Linked DNA regions of Macaca mulatta: region 1 is linked to region 2. The links are chromatin contacts, called in public Hi-C maps. All regions are on one chromosome and are shown on one strand. Each heading gives the region's core, a stretch centred on a gene start, on an enhancer-like site or on the middle of the called end of the contact. The rest is flanking DNA. Distances are from core to core; before and after follow the strand shown. Region 1 holds the start of ARHGEF39 (Rho guanine nucleotide exchange factor 39). Region 2 holds the start of CREB3 (cAMP responsive element binding protein 3).

What was found. A called contact is a pair of places that touch in the nucleus more often than the background predicts.
Region 1: a Hi-C map of fetal cortex germinal zone shows a contact between it and region 2, with 2.1 times the contacts expected there. The contact joins the promoter of ARHGEF39 here to the promoter of CREB3 in region 2. A contact is called at or near these places in 3 of 14 Hi-C or Micro-C datasets (CD4 T cells, blood and fetal cortex germinal zone).

The regions. Positions count from the first base shown.
Region 1 is chr15:64,031,851-64,036,934 of T2T-MMU8v2.0, forward strand. It overlaps ARHGEF39 (Rho guanine nucleotide exchange factor 39), which reads left to right and starts at 1,958. Exons shown (of 9, transcript NM_001204918.2): 1 at 1,958-2,140; 2 at 2,348-2,442; 3 at 2,723-2,843; 4 at 3,090-3,208; 5 at 3,829-3,899; 6 at 4,149-4,277; 7 at 4,484-4,713; 8 at 4,956-5,044. The coding sequence starts at 2,003.
Region 2 is chr15:63,962,767-63,967,769 of T2T-MMU8v2.0, forward strand. CREB3 (cAMP responsive element binding protein 3) reads right to left here and starts at 1,965. Exons shown (of 9, transcript NM_001265647.1): 1 at 1,457-1,965; 2 at 1,213-1,363; 3 at 1,074-1,141; 4 at 870-959. The coding sequence starts at 1,585. It overlaps TLN1 (talin 1), which reads left to right and starts at 2,163. Exons shown (of 58, transcript XM_077965731.1): 1 at 2,163-2,291.

The DNA.
Region 1 (5,084 bases), core at 708-3,207, 69 kb after region 2:
GGGGTTATTGACTACCCTCTGAACCTCCTCCTGTTGGCCCCTCCTATCTTTGGCTGTGGGAGCAGAGCTTAGCAGCTGTTCCAGGTAGAGTGTGGTATGCCTGACTTGCTCTGTGATTGACTTGGTCCCCAGGGAATTAGTTGTCGCCAACTGTTTTCAGTGTGTCCTCTCGGCTTTGCCCTCTTCCCCAACCGATGCTTATAGGAGGCTCTATTCTCCACCCCCTGCCACCCACCCAAAGCACTAACACACACTGGCAGCATTCACAAACATACCCATCACCAACTGCACCCCAGGTGTTGTGGTCTACTCTCATCACCTGGGCTCACAGTGACACCAATTACCACGGGATTATCTGTCCTCTTCTATGTTCGAGCTCTTAGTGTGTGGACTGTCCCACATTCACTTGAGACAGTATAACCAGTCCTCTACCTATTTGGTATCACTACCAGTTTCCTTGGGACATAAGCCCAAGGTACAGTCTGATCCAAACTCTCCCCTTCCTTCAACCAAGCGCTTCAAGTTATTCCTCCCTGGTCTAAGCCCAGCATTATTTCTTTCTTAGAATTCTTAGAATGTCAGAGCTGGTGGGGAGGTGGTGGGGACCTCAGAACCTTGACAATCCCCTGGTTCTTGGCTTGGGGTCCAGATTCCTAGGAGTCCAAATCAGTAGGGAGGGGGCCTAAAGTTTCTGACATTTTTTTTTTTTTTTTTTTTTTTTTGAGACGGAGTCTCGCTCTGCCGCCCAGGCTGGAGTGCAGTGGCCAGATCTCGGCTCACTGCAAGCTCTGCCTCCCGGGTTCACGCCATTCTCCTGCCTCAGCCTCCTGAGTAGCTGGGACTACAGGCGCCCGCCACCTCGCCCGGCTAGTTTTTTGTATTTTTTAGTAAGAGACGGGGTTTCACCGTGTCAGCCAGGATGGTCTCGATCTCCTGACCTCGTGATCCGCCCGTCTCGGCCTCCCAAAGTGCTGGGATTACAGGCTTGAGCCACCGCGCCCGGCCGACATTTTGTTTTTTTTATAACATTTTTTTTTTCTAACTACAAAGTAATGCATGCTTAATGTAGAAAACTTGGGAAAGGCAGAAGTATACGAGAATTTTAAAAATCGCCCTGTCTGTCCCGTTCATCCCTTTAGCTTCAGTGATCCAGTGCCTGGCACAGATACAGATTAGGTACTTAATACACATTTGTTAAACAAATTATCTTCAATTCCATTACCCAGAGATAAAAACCACAGTTAACTTTTTTTTTTTCTTTCTTTTTTTTTTTTTTTTGGAGAGATGCAGTCTCGAACTCCTGGGCTCAGGCGATGCTCCCGCCTCTGCCTCCCACAGTGCTGGAATTACAGGTGTGAGCTCTCGTGCCGGCCACACAGTTAGCTTTTGCTTGTTTCGCCTTCAAACCTTTTGTATGTATTTTATACAAAGGGGATTATATTATACACCTTCGTAGCCTGCTTTTTTCCTCTCAGCAATATACTTACTATGTGTGTTTTCCCATATTAATAGCTTCTTCACAACACCATTTATAATATTTAATACTTTCATATCATTCCTTCAAATGGCTATACCTTTTCCTAGCCAATTCTGGGAACAACCGACCCCCTGGCATTCGGCATGGGCTCGGGACAGAATGTGTACTGTAATGATCGCGCCCCACCCCCATCCAATTCTCCAGATAGGACGCTAAGTTCCTGCCAGCATCTGCAGCCCGTCTCCTGACTGAAAGTTCAGGCTGCTGCTCCAACATAGTGCCACTCAGAGGAGGGCCCCACACCTGCCCCACCCCGCCCTGCCCCTGCCGGCGCCGCGCACTTAAGGCGCCTCCCTGGCGGTGGGGCAGGACGAAAGAGACCCTGCGCGGTCCGGCCGGCCGCCGCGCATGCTCCTTCCTGCGCGCTGCCCTCCCCGGCCCCGCCTCCGCGGCTCCCGCCCTAGAGCGGTTAGGATTTGAATCTGTCGCGGGTTGCAGCCGGAAGTGTCTATCCCCTAGCCAGGCATGGAGATCCACTACCCGGGTGTGCGGTCCCCGGTGCAAGAGCAGCGTGCCCGCTGGGAGCGGAAACGCGCTTGCACCGCCCGGGAGCTGCTAGAGACTGAGCGGCGCTACCAAGAACAGCTGGGGCTGGTGGCCACGGTGCGGGACCTGGCACACACTCCCATTATGGAACAGGGACCCCAGGGTGTGGGAGGGTCTCTGCGAGGTCGGTAACCCGGAATAGGGTGGTCTTGGACTATCCCTCTGCATGCAGGGAGCCTGGGCAGACTTCTGCGGTTTCTGGGGGAGCCTGGCGTTAGCCTCCTCTTCCTCCAGGCTAGGAACCAATATTCTCTCCTTCCGCAGTACTTTTTGGGGATCCTGAAAGCCAAGGGGACCCTGCGACCACCTGAGCGCCAGGCCCTGTTTGGCTCCTGGGAGCTCATCTACGGCGCCAGCCAGTAAGTGGAAGGGGCACAGAGAGAGGAAAGGAGGGAGAGTCCTGGCCTGTGGCCGTGCACAGAGCTTGGAGTCAGAGACTCAGGTTGTATCAGGTTCTATTTGGAGTCCGCCAGTTACCTCACCTGTGGCCTTGGCCCAGTGCCTTTAGCATGCCCTTGTTCTCCATCTGTACAATGGGGTAATAGCACTACTATTAGTGCTATTAATTCTCATGAGAACTAAATGAGGTGGTGCTTGAGTGGCTCTAGAGCTGCCCTTTTGCTGTCCTCGCCCACACAGGGAGCTGCTTCCCTACCTGGAAGGAGGATGCTGGGGCCAAGGGCTGGAGGGCTTCTGCCGCCACTTGGAGCTCTATAACCAATTTGCTGCCAACTCAGAGAGATCCCAGACCACCCTGCAGGTAACCTGGAGATGACCTCAAATCTTGCCCCTTACCTTTCCCCTTCATCTGGAGACCCAAACTTTATACATTTCCTGCATTTATAGAGCCCTCTGGGTGCTCAGCTCTGTGGTAAGTTCTCTGTAGGGAGACAGGGTTTCTCTTAGGAGCGCACAGCTTACTGAAGGCTGGGAATGTGGATACAGATGAATGCAATATAAGGAGTGGCTTGTCTCCCTGCTTCCAATCCTTTCTCCCTCACTCCAGGAGCAGCTAAAGAAAAATAAAGGTTTCCGGAGGTTTGTGCGGCTTCAGGAAAGCCGCCCTGAGTTTGGGGGCCTTCAGCTCCAGGACCTACTCCCTCTGCCTCTGCAGCGGCTCCAGCAGTGAGTGAACTTCCCTTGATTCCAGCCGCCTCTCTCTTTGAGATTGTATGACTGCGGCCCTCAGCTTTGTGGGATGTCTTGGGGTCGATCCCAAAGCCCTGCCTCAACCCTGAGCCAAATTGCTTCTAAAAACCTTTTGCAAGAGTAAATGTGAACCCATTGGAGTACTGAGGGTCTGCAGCCTGAGGCCCTCAGCTGGAACTGTGGGACTTTACATTGAAGTGAGGGGGCCTCTACCAGGGCCTGAGGCACGGTTTCTGGAAAAGTTTCAGATGAGGGGCTGGCCTGGCTTAGAATTTCTGTCTCTGGGTTAAGCCTGAGTTAAGGGCTATAGTCAGGCTGTCTGTAGCATCCTCCTTGGGTTGATAAACTTTCATCTTCCAGTCTGGCCTCCTGAACTATGGCTAGTCTGCCACTGACTCTTCAGTGCGGGATGGAAGAGGGCTGTGTGGTGTGAGCCCTGGTTCTGAGTCCTACATGAAAGAAGGGGATACAGTAGCCAGAAGCAGATCTTTCCTGGCCTTGCAATTGAAGTATGGGTAGAGGGTGATCTGCACATCAGGCAGGGGGAGTTTTGCCTGGCTGTGCTTCCCCTCAGACTTCCCACTGTTGAATTCCAGGTATGAGAATCTCGTCGTTGCTTTGGCTGAAAACACAGGTCCCAACAGCCCTGACCATCAACAGCTCACACGTAGGTTCTTGCTCCTCTGCAATGCAGGCTGGAGGCTTCCTTTCCTGTGTCCCTTTCTGACTCTGACCTCCAACAATGTCTGGTATGACCCTATCTTCCACTGACATGTATACAGTATCCCTACTGCTCTGCCTTTTCTTCAAGAAGTCAGACCCTGACCCTGGTCCCCTCCAGAATAGCCTCTTTCACAACCATGCCACCCAAAGTCAAAGTTATTTGGGGAGTAAGGTGTGGGAGATGTTATTCCAGGGGCTGCCCGACTGATAAGTGAGACTGCCCAGAGAGTCCACACTATTGGTCAGAAACAGAAGAATGACCAGCACCTTCGGCGTGTCCAGGCTCTGCTCAGTGGACGCCAGGCAAAGGGGCTGACCTCAGGTAGCCTGCCTACTTCCCCCTCAAACCTCAACTGCCCCGTCTTTTATTTTTATCTAACTCTCCAAGCGCCAACCAGCTGCTCTTTTCTTACTCACCCTTCTTCCGGTATTGACCCAGCACATAACCCCTGTTTTCTTAGCTTCCCTTTCCTCTTATTCCCATGGATCCTGAAGCTGCCCTAGAATAACAGCGCTCCCATCCCCCAGGGCGCTGGTTCCTACGCCAGGGCTGGCTGTTGGTGGTGCCTCCGCATGGGGAGCCTCGGCCCCGCATGTTCTTCCTCTTCACTGATGTGCTGCTCATGGCCAAGCCTCGACCTCCACTGCACCTGCTGCAGAGTGGCACCTTTGCCTGCAAGGCCCTCTACCCCATGGCCCAGTGTCAACTCAGCAGGGTCTTTGGCCACTCAGGAGGCCCTTGTGGTGGGTTGCTCAGTGTAAGTAATAGGTGGGAACCCTAGACCCAAAATATGTCTCAGATGCTTATAGGCTGGTTTATCTTCCTGGTGTGGGTCCCTTTTCATAGGAACAGCACCATCTACATTGAGAGGATAGCTGGGGCTCAGGCTTCATACCTAGTAATTGTCTCATCCCCGAATTAGCTCCATGGAAACAGCAAGGGCTTCAGCTTTAGCCTGGACCTTTCTGAGCCATGCGCTAAGAGGTGCTCTCTCTCTAGCTGTCCTTCCCTCATGAGAAGCTACTGCTTATGTCCACAGACCAGGAGGAGCTGTCACGCTGGTACCACAGTCTGACTTGGGCTATCAGGTAAGTTGTGTCTTCCCCCAGGAAGGGCGCTGTGATGAGG
Region 2 (5,003 bases), core at 715-3,214:
GAGACAATAACTCTTGCTACAGTTTCCAAATCCCATTAACTTTCCTAGTAGCCACATCGCACTGCTGACTCATCTTGTACTTTGAAGGAATTAAAATTCTTTACTTTTGGAGGCCAAGGTGGGTAGATCACTTGAGCACAGGCGTTCAAGACCAGCCTGGCAACAAGGCAAAACCCCATCTCTACTAAAAACACCAAAAAAAAAATTTGCCAGGCAGGGTGGTGTGCACCTGTAGTCTCAGCTACTCAGGAGGCTGAGGTGGGAGAATCACCTAAGCCCAGAAATTCAAGGCTGCAGTGTGCCATGATCACATCACTGCACTCCAGCCTGTGCAACAGAACAAGACCTTGTCAAAAAAAAAAAAAAATTCCTGGAACTTTTCTATTAATGAGCACTGATTTCATCATAGTATCCCAGTACTCTGCTTGTGAAGTTGCCACTGATTGCTTAAAACTGGAAACTAAGGATTTTGCATTTATTCATGTACTGCTTAGTCCAATCGTGTTGAACTCTCTAAACAGTTCTACCATTCAGCAAGAGGTGGATTACTATGAAGCCAATGAAGTGTCAAGGCCCTTCACTTACACAGTCCTTTCCAAGGCCCAATACTAATGTTGCACTGATAATTTTGAGGGTTTTTTTTGTTTGTTTTTTAACAGAACACCAAAATTTGTGTAAGCCCAACGAAAATGAGGATCTGCCTTGCATCTAGCATATTGGGTACCTGCCTCAACTTCCTATTAGCAATAAATCTGCTAAGTTTCTCACCTCAATCCTTTTTTAAAGTTATTGATATAAAGTTAACAGAATTGGCCTACTTGAGACTTTTAATCCCTTTTCAGCCTTTGCTCAACTAACGAGAGTCTTACCTTAGTGAGAGGAAGTGTCTCAGGCAGAATAAGCCCCTCCTTCTCCAATAGACTCTTCTCCTCATCTGTCAGTACCAGCCTAACAATATCCTAGGGTAACCAGAAAGTGGGCGGCAGTTGCATGGGGATGTCACAGAGGAATGGGGAATCCTGCCCCCACCTGAGGAATGTGAGAGTAATCATCCTGAAAATCAAGTCAAGTACCTGCTCTGCCAGCTCCTCCATATGCTGTGGAGTCATCTGGGTCCCCTCTTTTCTACAGCTCTCACTCTCTGCAAAAGGGAACGTATGAATAGCCAGGCCCATGAACCCTGTCCTCCCCCCAAACTTATTTCAGACTCACCTAGATCCATAGAGACAGGTTCTCGTGGGAGGGAGTAGGTGTGGTCATGGTGGACAAGGCAGGGGTTGGAGTTGCTGAGAACGTTCAACGACGACGCTGGGGGACTCAGCAGGGAGCTCAGCAAATCATCTACCTCCCAGTCGCTCGGTACCTGCGCAGGGTTCCAGTGAACAGGCCTTGACCTATCACCATCCCCTGACCTCATGGACATCCCACGCTTTCCCCAGTCAGAACCCCAACGCACCTCAGAAAGCGGCAGCTCCCAGTCCAGTGGGGCCCTCACGGACTCATCGGGCGCCGTCCTCAAATCTCCACTTTCCTCTAGCAGGAAGCCCAGTAGGTCTTGGTCACCAGCGTCCAATTCCAGCTCCATTTGGGACAACTACGGAAAGGGTGGGCTACCGGGCCCCAACGTCCGAAGCCCAGACACGAGCCCCAGGCCAGCTGTAGGCCTCGGGCACCTATCCACTGTCCCTCTACGGCCGGGCTTCCCGGCCGGGGGCTTTCCGTAGCCCTCTCCGGACCCGCCTCCCAGGCTCAATTCTCCTCAGCCTCCAACGCAGCGAAAGTGACGCACCCCACCCCGTGGCACTGTGGGACTTGGAGTTCCCTCCAACTGAGAAGAGGCCTGGGTGCCGCGCCACGTCCCAGGGGCTATGCAAATGTAGGGGACGGCCCTGCTGCCGCCTCGCACCCCGAGGGCGGGGGTTCCGGGGCTCCGGCTCCGCCTTCTCCCCCAAGCTAGAAAAAGGAAGAGTTCTGGCCTGAAAGGGAACTCGGGCGTCGTCTTGGCGTTCTCTCCGGATTGCGCCGCACCCTCGCTTCCTGCCAGGGAGGGGCTGCCGGCCTTTGGCGGCCCCCGAGCATCGAGAACGCGGCCAGAGCAGCTTCCTGCCTGCCCCCCGCGACCATAGAGCGCTGCCCCAGGGCGCCGCCCGCGGGTGGGGGACGTTCCCAGGACGGAAGTGGCCGAGAGAGTGTCGAAGGGAGGGCGAGGCCGGAGCCCGAGGGCGACCCGAGAAGCGGCAGGGCAGCGGGCCGGCGGGCCGGCAGGCGGGGCGCAGAGCCGGGCAGCGCAGGTAGGCCAGACCGGGCCGGGCGGGGGCCTTAGGGTGGGGCCGCGGAGCCTGGCCCCGGGGGCGGGCGGGGCCCTGCCTCTCCTGCGTGTCCGGTTCGGGTCCTGTTAGTTGGAGAGGTCAGCGTCCAGCGCATCTCAACTTGGGCTCATCGTGAAGTAGGCCGTCTTAGGGGAGACAGGCCTCTCCTGGGGGCAGTCCTCTGCCTGGGATAGGCTTTGGGGAGCGTGAGGAGTCGGGTAGCAGCGGGGCGCAGGACGGGGACGGGCTTTGGTGTTAGCTGATAGCGGCCATGTGGGTAGGAAAGCTTTGGGTGAGTTGGGGATTAGGTGGGGTCCGTTTAGGAATCAAGGGTCGCTATAGGAGTTAAAAGCTGGGGTTAAAACTTAAGAGTTAGTAGTGTGAGTCAGGTCCGTTTTAGGTAGGTAAGGTTTAGATTAAGGTCATTATTTTGTTTGCTGGGATGGCCATCATACGTCATAATTTGAGTTCAGGGTCGGGTTAAGGGTCAACAACAGGAATCAGGTTAGAGCCTGTTTGAGGGATTAAAGAATGTTGACATGGTCGGTATTAAGGATAAACAGTGAAAGCGTGAGTTAGGAATCAAGTTACAAATGAACTTTAGGCTTAGGGGTCAACATTTAGGGTTAACATCAGGCGATTTGGTGCTAAAGGTAAAACTTAGATCAGTATCAGGGATCAGGGATTGGATATGAGTCTCTGCTGGGAAAGGGATGAATGTCCAAGCCGGTAGTGGGAATCAGGAAACAAATTAGAGGTGGGGTTAATGTTAGGAATTTGGGGCAACTTTAGGGGTTGTAATTGAGGCTAGCATAGTTGGCCTTGAGCAGATGAAATTTAAGAGGTTGGCAGTAGGTAAATGCCCTTCTTTTGTAGGGAAGTCCTTTATTCCTGTGTAGTTACAGGGGCTTCTTTTCACCCAGAGAGATAACAAACTAATTTCAGGCTAGTGTTCTGGCTTATTGCAGGCATCTGGGATTCCAGCATCTTTATTCCATTCTCTAAGCCTAAGGCCCTTGCTGTGGCCACCACAGTTAGGGGACAGAGATTCTGGACTATGTTGTTTACATACAACATAGGTGGGAAATAGGGACCCAGGATGTACAAGGCCTAGTCACAAGTTGGAGACTGCCTAGGGAAGAAGGAGCTGTTGACTATGGGGGAAGCTGACCAAGGAATCACTGTTGCCACGGGAGAAGGAAATAACTGAATCCCCTGAAAGTTTAGCTTTGCTGTCTCCCACTTCACTTGTTCTCTAGGTATTAAGGCCTCCTCTCCAACTCTCATCCCTGACTCTGCATTTCACATCCATCCTGACTATCCCCTTACAAAATACTTCCCTTGCCTTTAACTGTCCCATGCTCATCTTATCATCCGTTCCCATCCTCAGTTCTACCTCCCTCACCAACCCTTAATCCGCACATCCTACCTGAATTTAGCCTCATCATAACCTGAGCTTTCCCATCATTTTAAATTACTCTCCTACCATTTTCACCCAGTCATGTACCTACATTCCACCTGGTCATCAGCTGAATACCCTACTCCCAGCCCCTGCTGTGTGCCACCCCCTAGATCTAAGCCTCTTTTAATTTCTTGGACCATTTGTAGATCCCCTTCCCCCACTCCCCAACAGAAAAGAGGAAACGAGACCCAAAGAGGAAACTGGGTCTTGCTGATCCCACGCCCAGCCAGGCCACTGACCACACCCCCATTTCACTCCCAGCCTGACCCTGCCACTGACCACAGCACTGTCCTCTACTCAGCCTGACCCAGCCACTGGCTATACCCTATCCCCCATCCCCCATCCCAGCTCCAGTTTACTTAGACATTGACAATGTCCCTTCACTTTCCCACCCCCACCCCAGTCTAATTTAGCCACTGACCACAGGCCTATCTCTTCTCAACCTCCTATAGCCTGACCTGGCCTCTGACCTCACCCCATCATTCCCTGACTTAGCCACCATCTATGTAATCATTCCCCTTCCCCCAACCTGATCCAATGACTGGTCATATATGTATCTTATGTATAGGTATTTTTCCCAACACCGTCATCACCAGCATCCTTTTTCTACACCCTGTCTTCCCATCCTTTTTCTACATCCTGTCTTCCCTATTCCCAGCCCGATGCAGTCACTAACCCAACCCCATCTGCCCCTAGTGGCTACTAATCATATACTCATCGGCTTTTTCCCACAGCCTAACCACATCCCCTAACCATAGCCTCATTCTCACATTCTCTGCCCAACCTGATCCTTTCCCCTCTTCCCAGTTCCTCACCTAAACTCAAGCTGCCCCAGCCACTAAAGTGGCTGCTGATGATAGGAAGCTATGGGACCCTAACCTGACTACCTTAGTAGATATCAGGTCCTGTCAATTCTACCTCCCCAAACTTCTTCTGAGTGACATCTTCCTCAATGCCATTCTAACTCTGGCTTGGTTACCTTTATTTTGTACTAATACAGTATCCTTCTAACTAATCTCCAAGGTAACTGCCGGAGTTATTTTTCTAAAATCCAGTTCTGGTTATGTCTCTTCTCTGCTCAAAGACTCCCTTGGCCTCCTTTTGTCCTCCAATAAGTAAAATTCCTCATACCCCTCTCTAGCTTTCCTCTGCCTTTCCATCCTAACCCTGACTTCCCCACCACTGCTCCCTTGCAGGTACCCTGTGCTTCAACCAGCCTGCCTGCTCACTTC